3 separate regions of the Mus musculus genome follow, and regions 1 and 2 are each linked to region 3. A link is a contact called in public ChIA-PET data. All regions are on one chromosome and are shown on one strand. The core of a region is the stretch at or near the end of the contact, and the rest is flanking DNA. Distances in the headings are between cores, read along the strand shown. Region 1 holds the start of Polr2c (polymerase (RNA) II (DNA directed) polypeptide C). Region 2 holds the start of Dok4 (docking protein 4). Region 3 holds the start of Cpne2 (copine II).

Region 1 (2,700 bases), core at 159-2,658, 320 kb before region 3:
CATATGCAGCAGAAATAAGAAATTCATTTTTAAAAAGACACCAGGATGGATTTAAAAAAACAAAAAACCGAAGTCTGTCTGTCTGTCTGTCTCTCTCTCACACACACACACACACACACACACACACTTCAACAATAAGGAACAAAAGTATGTTGTTTGTTAAAGAAAATCTTAAGCCGGGCAGTGGTGGTGCACGCCTTTAATCCCAGCTCTTGGGAGGCAGAGGCAGAGGCAGGCAGATTTCTGAGTTCCAGGCCAGCCTGGTCTACAAAGTGAGTTCCAGGACAGCCAGGGCTACACAGAGAAACCCTGTCTTGAAAAACAAACAAACAAACAAAATTAGAAAATCTTTATAACACATGCTTTCTCTCATGTGGAATCTCTCTCTTTTTCTCTTTCTCTCTTTAATAAAGAGAAAGTTCGGAGCCTGCAAGATGTGCAAGATACTTTTTGTTGTCAAGCCTTAAGGAGTTCAATCCTGGGCCCCATATGGTGGGAGAAGAGAATCCCTCCTACAAGCTGTACTCTGACCTCTACACATGAACTCCGGTACTCGAGCCCAGAGATAGACACATATATGTAAATAAAGGTTTTCAAAAAGATAGGGGGAGACGACAAGAAAGTATAGCAGGGTACTATCTGGAAGGATGGGAGAGACCAGGTACACTCTGTGTGTGTAGATTTCAAACTACATAACGAAGCCCATGATTTTGTAAAATCAGCATATATGTTCAAAAGACACCAGCCAGTAGCGAACACTGACGTCAAAGCAAAAGCGCATCATCTACACTACTTCGGCAATCGCTGCATCACCTGCTAACGACGCCTAGCATCTACACCGCCCGGATGAGGAGGCTGCAGCCCTCCGCTGTTTAACAGTGCTTGGTTTTGATTTCTGTTGCTTTGGGGTAGACGAACAGTACTGGGAAACCCGCAGCTGAGCAAGGCACGCACCAAGGCGGGCCTAGGCTGCCCCAGCCCAGCGTACAGCACCGCAGTGTTCTCAGCCCCCACCCCGGGCGGAGGGTGGGCGGCACGGGCTCCCAGGGACGGTCGCTTACCTATTATGGGCACCTCTGCGATGAAGACCCTCCGAATGGAATTGGCCACCCTACAGGAGGAAAGACAGGCGGTGTGAGCGGCCCCGAAGCCACAGCCCCGGGGTCAGGAGCTCGAGGACCCGGCCGCCCGCCCGCCTCTCCCCTCGCCGCCTTACGCCAGGTCCGTGTTCTCGATAATGAACTTGACGTTCTCTTCGGTGAGTTCCGTGATCCGCACTGTTGGCTGGTTGGCGTACGGCATCGCGACCCTCCGCCAGGCTCCCGCGCCAGCCGCACAGCGCGCCTGCGCGGCCACCAGCAGTTTGTCGGCGGGGCAATCGGCGCTTCCGGCTAGTCGCGGGCGCAGCGCCACCTGCTGACCGGAGGCCGGAACTCTCCTGGCCTGTGTTTTCTAACCACACCGGCGCCAAAATGCATTGGTCCTATACTCTTGAAATCCCCAAGATATACAGCACAAAAATTAAATGTACAGGGTCATTCATGCCAACGTTATTTATAACTGCTAAAAATAACGCATTAGGCAATGATCGATAGAGACTTGGTTAAACTTACATACGGGGCTGGAGATACGGCATTGGGGATAAGAGCACTGGCTGTTCTTATGTAAGACTTGGATTGTATTCCCAGCACCCATATGATGCCTAACATCTTTAGCTTCAGTTTCTGAGGAAACTCTCTCCTGGTATCTGAGGGCACCAGGTATTCACATGGTGCACAAATATACATGCAAGCAAAACATCCTTATACATAAAAATAATTTTTAAAATACATAGGAATACAATGAAACCTTAAAAAAAACCATTAAAAAGTTGTACATCTATACATGAACAAAATGGCTAGGGAGGTGACTCAAGCATGCAAGACGACTGATAGGTTATTTCTCTGCTGGTAAAATGAGCCAATTCAAGACAGATTAGAATATATTAAAAGGCAGGTTTATTGGGAAGCTGCTCTCAGGTGAGTTCACTGGCCTTAAGAACAGAGGCCGGGGAACCGCCATGGGAAGGGCAGAGAGGGAGAAGAGAAAGGGCCTGGGGCAGGGGGAGGGAGATAGATCGATCCAGAGAGCAAGAGCAAAATGTCTGGATTCTATAGGGAAGAACCTCTTGGGGAAGGGCAGCCCAGCCTCTGGGCTGGAAAGTTCAGGGTGGAGGCAGAGCATGCCAGGTGGGGACTGAAGGATGCTGGGAGAACCTGGAGGCCAGGTCTGCTTTGACGGGTAAAATATGCACCTCAGTCACTTGTTCCAGGGTGCGAAGCCAAACCCTGATGTGCAAGGACACAAGGTCAAATTCTCAGAACACCTGTAAAGAGGCATGGTAATGCAAGAGTCTAATCTTAGGCTCCTGTGAGTAGGAAGATGGAGAGAAGAATCCCCTGGATGCTCTCAGGACAGTTAGATAACACACAAAGAAGCAAACAAGAGACCCACATCCGAGCTAATGTCAGAGAGAGTACTGTAATGCATACACAAGAAAAACAAAACCCATGTTTTTTTGTTTGTTTGTTTTTGTTTTTGTTTTTCAAGACAGGGTTTCTCTGTATAGCTCTGGCTGTCCTGGAACTCACTTTGTAGACCAGGCTGGCCTCGAACTCAGAAATCCGCCTGCCTCTGCCTCTGCCTCCCAAGTGCTGGGAT
Region 2 (2,700 bases), core at 109-2,608, 340 kb before region 3:
GAAGGAAGGAAGAAAGAAAGAAAGAAAGAAAGAAAGAAAGAAAGAAAGAAAGAAAGAAAGAAAGAAAAGGGAATTAGCACAGTGGGTAGAAGTAGATATTGAGTAAAAATTTTGAAAGAGAATGAAGTTTAGGAATCCCACTTAGAGATGATACTTCTAAATTTCATTATATTATTACAATTAATTTGCAGTTCAGGGGATTGAACCTAGAGAAGGTTCCTTCCTTCCTTCCTTCCTTCCTTCCTTCCTTCCTTCCTTCCCTCCCCCCTCCTCTCTCTCTCTCTTTCTTTTCTTCTTTCTTTCTTTCTTTCTTTCTTTCTTTCTTTCTTTCTTTCTTTCTTTCTTTCTTTCTTTTTGTTTCTTTCTTTCTCCCCCCCTCTCTTTTTCTTTCTTTCTTAAGTAGGATCTCACTAAGGCTGGCCTTGAACTCATCAGCTTCCTGCCTCAGCATGGGATTATAGACAAGTACTACTAGGCCAGGCTAAGAGGCCTCTTTTTGTTGAAACTCTCTTTTTTTCTCTGTGGCCATACAGCTTCTCTAGCAGTGTCCCAGGATGAAAGCAGTTCACTCTGAGGGCTTGAGAGCTGAGGACTTTATGAGCTGCTGTTTGAAGTAAAGCAGAGGGTCAAGTTTGGAAGCTGCATGGGAAGGTCAGGAGGTCATGGGAAGGTCAGGAGGTTCAGTTTAGCATCCAGGAAGAAGAAAGCCATTTCCTGTCCTATAGCCCCGTGGCTTCCACTTAACACACACTTTAGTGACAATCCTGGGACATTTTAAGCGGACAGAAAATGGCTCCTTTACTTTGCTGGACAAGGCTGAGTCTCTAGTGTTCCGGCAGAGGGGGTGGGGAGGTAGGGTTGGGAGGATACGGGGCAGGGGATATACATGCGTGGGTACTGGGTTCTTGATTCCTTCATGCATTAGGCTAATCTCTCACAGAGTGCAGCTGAGTGTGCGATTGGGGAAGTGGGGCAGGTACTGAGCAGGACTGGATGGTAGCAAAGTGTATGTCTAGCAGGGTACTGACTCTTGATGTTGGGAGGTGAGGTTCAAGGACTGGGAGTTGATATAGGGTTCAGCCTCCAGCAGATGCAAGACCACGTGGGTTTGAGTTTTAGAGCTCAGGGAGGAGCTGGTGCGACTGAGGTGGGTACTAGAAGTGAGCAGAGGGCTAGACTGCCAGGCGGAAATTTCTGTCCTAGTAATAAGACTTTGGCAGGACTCCGGGACGAGGCGTGGCTCCGAGAAGGGGCGTGGCACGATGCCAGGGATGGGCGGGGGCGTGGCGGTGGGGCGTGGCGCGGCGCCAGGGCGGCGCGGGGCGTGGCCTCAAGGGGCGTGGCGTCGCGGATCAGCAGAACCAGCTACCTCCCGAGTCTCCTCTGGATCCGGAGCTGGCGGCTGCGCTTCACTTCTAGCTTACAACCAGAGCCGCGCGCCGCCACCCTACCTTCCCCTCCCGGCCGCGCCGAGACGCGGGCATGAGCCCGCCCCGCGTCCCGCGGAGCCAGCGCCCCGGCCCGGGCCTCGGCGCCTAGGTAAATAGGGGAATACGAAGCGCGGGGGGGGGGGGGGATCCCTAGGCCTCACCGAGACGTGAGACTCCCGCAACTCTCATCCTGGGGCGCCTGTGGTCACCTCCGGAGCCCGCGGGCTCTCCCAGCTATGGGAGCGTCCTACTTTAAGGAAGGAGGACTCAGACGCGCCTCTCGAAGCCAGCGAGACCCTGAAACTCCCTGAGCCGTCCTCAACCAGCTCCCATCTCTAGGAAGCGCAGGTGTGAGTCTTACCTCACCTGTATTCCCCATGTAACCCATCAGAGAAACCCAGATCCCCGGTTCCCTGAGCCTCTTCCCGGAAGCAGCCTTCCTCGCCTTCCTGCTCCCCAAATTCCAAGAGACACTTTCCTTTTACTGCCTATCCGACCTGCAAGTGGCATTCCTATTCATTGCAGTCCTCCGGGCTAGCAGCCTCCTGCCTTAAAACCTTTCTCCTCTGGCTCTGGGAGTCTGTACACATTCTTTTGGAGACAGCTATCTGTCACAGCATAAGGACCGGAGTGGAGCCTTGGGCAGTCGGGAGTTCTGTGCAATCTGCCTGCGTGGAGCGGTGGGAGCAAAACAATTGCCAGACACTTGGATGGAGGGCTTTGATAAGACAGGGCAGCCAGGGGCCAGGTGTCAGCTCCAGCACATTCCAACAGCCTCCAGGGGCTGCGCTTCCTGCACATTCTTTGAGGGCCCTTTTCGGAGAAATGCAGGCTGCTGTGTAGGTATCCCAGGTAGGTCCCAGGAGCTGTGTCCCTCTCGCTCTGCTGCTAGTCTCTGTGCCTGGGTGCTGGGTATTCCTGGGCAGGGCACCAGGCTGGATGTGACCTCATCCAACAACCCCAGCCAAGGTGGGGCCCCTAGCCAGGCTCAGACAGTGTCAGCAGCAGCACAAGTCCCCTGAGGCAGCTTTGAACAAACTGTGGATCACGGACCCGGCTGGTTCTCCTGGACTTTGCTGGTCTTGCCAGTTGGCACCGAGATGTGGAGAAGTGGGAGCCCGCTGCCGCTTACACTCTCTGGAAGCAGAGCTGATAATGGTGTTGAAAGGATGGGGACAATGCTAGATATAATTAGTGTCCCTCCCTAGATTGGCATCCACTCTGTCCTTTATCAGTGTCCTGGTCACTGGGATGGAGCTATAGCTAGATA
Region 3 (2,700 bases), core at 158-2,657:
GCACCTCTGGCCCTGACTGCAATCCTGAAGCATCAGGGACCTTAAATTGTTTCTCCTGGACAGCAGCTTTCCTGACAAGAAGGAAGGATGACCAGGCCCTCCCACTTTGACGAGCCCACGTCAAATCCCTTCTGAGCCCATGGTGAGGGAGCTATATTCTGGAAGAGTTTAGCTCTGCCTGGAAGAAGGCAAAGGGAGGGGATCTCCCCAGGCTGGAAAGCAGGACCCTAACCCTGGACTAGGGAATTCTCAGCAGGAAGCCTGCCTAGCAACAATGCCTCCAAACAAAGATGCGGTAGACACCTCCAGGGGCAGTATAATACTCCTTTCTATCTCTGAGAGGGGCAGTATAATACCCCTTCCCATCTCTGCGTGACAGTTCCACACCCCTACATGATGGTGGTCTGTGGTCAGACAAAACAAAGGGCATCTGGGCTAATTCTCAAAGGCCTTTCCCCTTTCCCCTTCCCCCAGAATTCTTATAGGGCAGGAAGAATCAGAGTACAAGGAGGACCCTTTGAATGGCCACCCAGCTCCGGACTGCTATTGCACCTGTGACCTTGGGCACTCCCAGCCTCCTTTTGAGGTAGCCCCTTATCCAAAGACTAGTCAGCTGTACCAAAGACAGGATTCGGGAAGGGAGGGGAAGAGAAGGAAAAAGGAACATTAGTCTCCTTTATTTTTCCCAGGAGCACCATTGTGGGGATGGGGAAAAAAAGAAGGGCTTCTCGCTTCCTCCTCCACCCCTTGAAACACACAGGTGCCAGACAGCTTTTGCGCAAAAACTAGTTTGCAAACACACTCCGACTTCTGGAACGCCGCCCGGCACTATTCCCCATCTCTTCTCCCCAGTTGGAGCAGGGAGTCGGCCCTAGAGCTGATCCCGAGTAGCGCCAGGTCCTGGTCAGGGTGGGATCAAAGGGCGCGCTCGCCTCCAAACAATTGTGCTGGCGGCTGCGATCGCTAGCCCACAGCCGCCCTCTAGACATCTAACGGTGGAAGAGGGTCTCCTAAATAGCTAGCCAGTGTCCCCGAAGCCGCCCATCCTCCAGCCGCCCCCCGCAGACGGGCGCCCCCGCGTGGCCGGGTGGGAGCTGAGCCCCCCCCCCCCAGGCGTGCTGCGGGGGGCGGCGGCCAGGGACATCGGAGTCCCTTCGGCTGAACCCACTCCCCCTCCAAGCCCCAGGCCGAACTTGAGCGCACACAGTGCCCGGCCCGCCCTCGCCGCGGACCCCACTCACCGCGCTTTCCGCAGCCTCAGCGTGCTCCGGGCCGCCGGGGCATCCCCGGGCGCTGTGCTGTCGGCCGGGCGGCGGCGCGGGACAGGCTCAGGGCGCTACCCGCGCGGCCGTACCCACTCGTGCGCTCGCCCGGGCTGGGGCTGGCCCTCCTCGGGCCCCGGCTGCGGCGCGGGCTCCTCCCTCCAGTCGAGGGAGGATGTGGGCGGGAAGCGGGCGCGAGGCGGGCGCTTCCTGGAGGGGCGGCTCTCCGGGCTAAGCCGGAGCCTGTCCCGCTCCCGGCTGGTGGCCCGCGAGGACCTGGATGCAGCAGGCTGCCACTCCGAGCGATGCCGCGAATTCGCACCCAGCGCCGGGCCCGCCGCTCTGGGCGTCAGGCACCGCCGAGCTCCCCGCGTTGCGCTCCAGTTCAAGATGCGGGGACCCGGGGGTGCGATCTCCTGGTCCGCTAGACCCCCGGGGCGCCGCCCGCGGCTCTCACCCTAAAGCGCGCAGGGCTCAGCACGGAATCCTCGGGGAGACGCCCAGGACTTGCCTCCGAGCTGCGCACAAGAACCGCAGTGTTTTCTTTTTTCCTTTTTTATTTTATTATTATATATTTTTTAATTTCTTTCAATAGCGTTTTCTTGCCGCCTGAGACTGGGAAGATGACACATATTCCCGTGACAAAGACGATGAGATAAAGACGTTCGGAGTGGGGTTTGGGATCAACGGGAGAGTTGAGGCCTCCCCTCTGTGCAGCCAGCTTTTGAACCAGAGGCACCAGTTCTTAAGGGACTGTTTTGTCGCTGGGCAGCTGGTGGTCGCTCAGTGGTATTTTGTACCCTCGGAGCAAGTAAACCACTGGACATTACCACACGGAAGCTCTTTTAACCAGATTCTGTTGTGGGAGGTGTAGGGGGAGACATGGCTGTCCAGAGGTCTTAATAAGCATGGCCAAAGCCCTGGGCCCTGGTGTACAAGTCTCGGGATTGTGGGGCTGAGCGGTAAAGCCTTGCACTGAGGTTGTAGGTTTTCTATTCCAGACAGATAAGAGTTAATGCGGGAGACTCACGCTGCAGCTCTGAGCTCCCTCCACCTCTGAGTCACAGGCACTTTGCAGCCTTAGAAGGGCCCCCACTAAGCAGCCCTAGGGCACAGAGCTTTGTTCTCTCTGCCTGCCTGTCCCCGGAGCTTTCTGCTTTTCTCCAGATTCTCCTCGTCTTCTTGCGCAGAAAGTCCTCCATGCCCTCTGCTCAGCTCTGGGACAAAGCAACCTGTGGCGCCACTTAGAGCAGAGGTAGAAAATGGGGACCGCAACGTCTTCTTCCAGACTGTGAAGCAATGGCAGGTAGAAAAGTAGATGGATGAGAAGTTCAGGATGAAAGGCAATTAGCACAGAGACCCAACTCAGCTGTGGGACTTGACCAGCACTTTTCTAAGAACCCAGAAGAATATGGCGATTGGGGGGGGGTGGGTACGG

The links. ChIA-PET counts read pairs in DNA pulled down with a chosen protein or histone mark.
Region 1: an RNA polymerase II ChIA-PET map of memory CD8 T cells shows a contact between it and region 3, with 35 read pairs. The contact joins the promoter of Polr2c here to the promoter of Cpne2 in region 3. A contact is called at or near these places in 14 of 39 promoter capture datasets (the 3T3-L1 cell line, the C10 cell line, the SN4741 cell line and 9 more), 1 of 115 datasets of contacts at active chromatin or transcription factors (memory CD8 T cells) and 2 of 9 other capture datasets (adipose tissue and liver).
Region 2: an RNA polymerase II ChIA-PET map of effector CD8 T cells shows a contact between it and region 3, with 6 read pairs. The contact joins the promoter of Dok4 here to the promoter of Cpne2 in region 3. A contact is called at or near these places in 6 of 39 promoter capture datasets (embryonic stem cells, hippocampal neurons, liver and 2 more) and 2 of 115 datasets of contacts at active chromatin or transcription factors (effector CD8 T cells and pancreatic cancer cells).

What each region holds. Positions count from the first base shown.
Region 1 is chr8:94,856,158-94,858,857 of GRCm38.p6, reverse strand. Polr2c (polymerase (RNA) II (DNA directed) polypeptide C) reads right to left here and starts at 1,408. Exons shown (of 9, transcript NM_009090.5): 1 at 1,217-1,408; 2 at 1,062-1,111. The coding sequence starts at 1,302.
Region 2 is chr8:94,874,970-94,877,669 of GRCm38.p6, reverse strand. Dok4 (docking protein 4) reads left to right here and starts at 1,358. Exons shown (of 9, transcript NM_053246.3): 1 at 1,358-1,539.
Region 3 is chr8:94,531,735-94,534,434 of GRCm38.p6, reverse strand. Cpne2 (copine II) reads right to left here and starts at 1,407. Exons shown (of 16, transcript NM_153507.2): 1 at 1,242-1,407.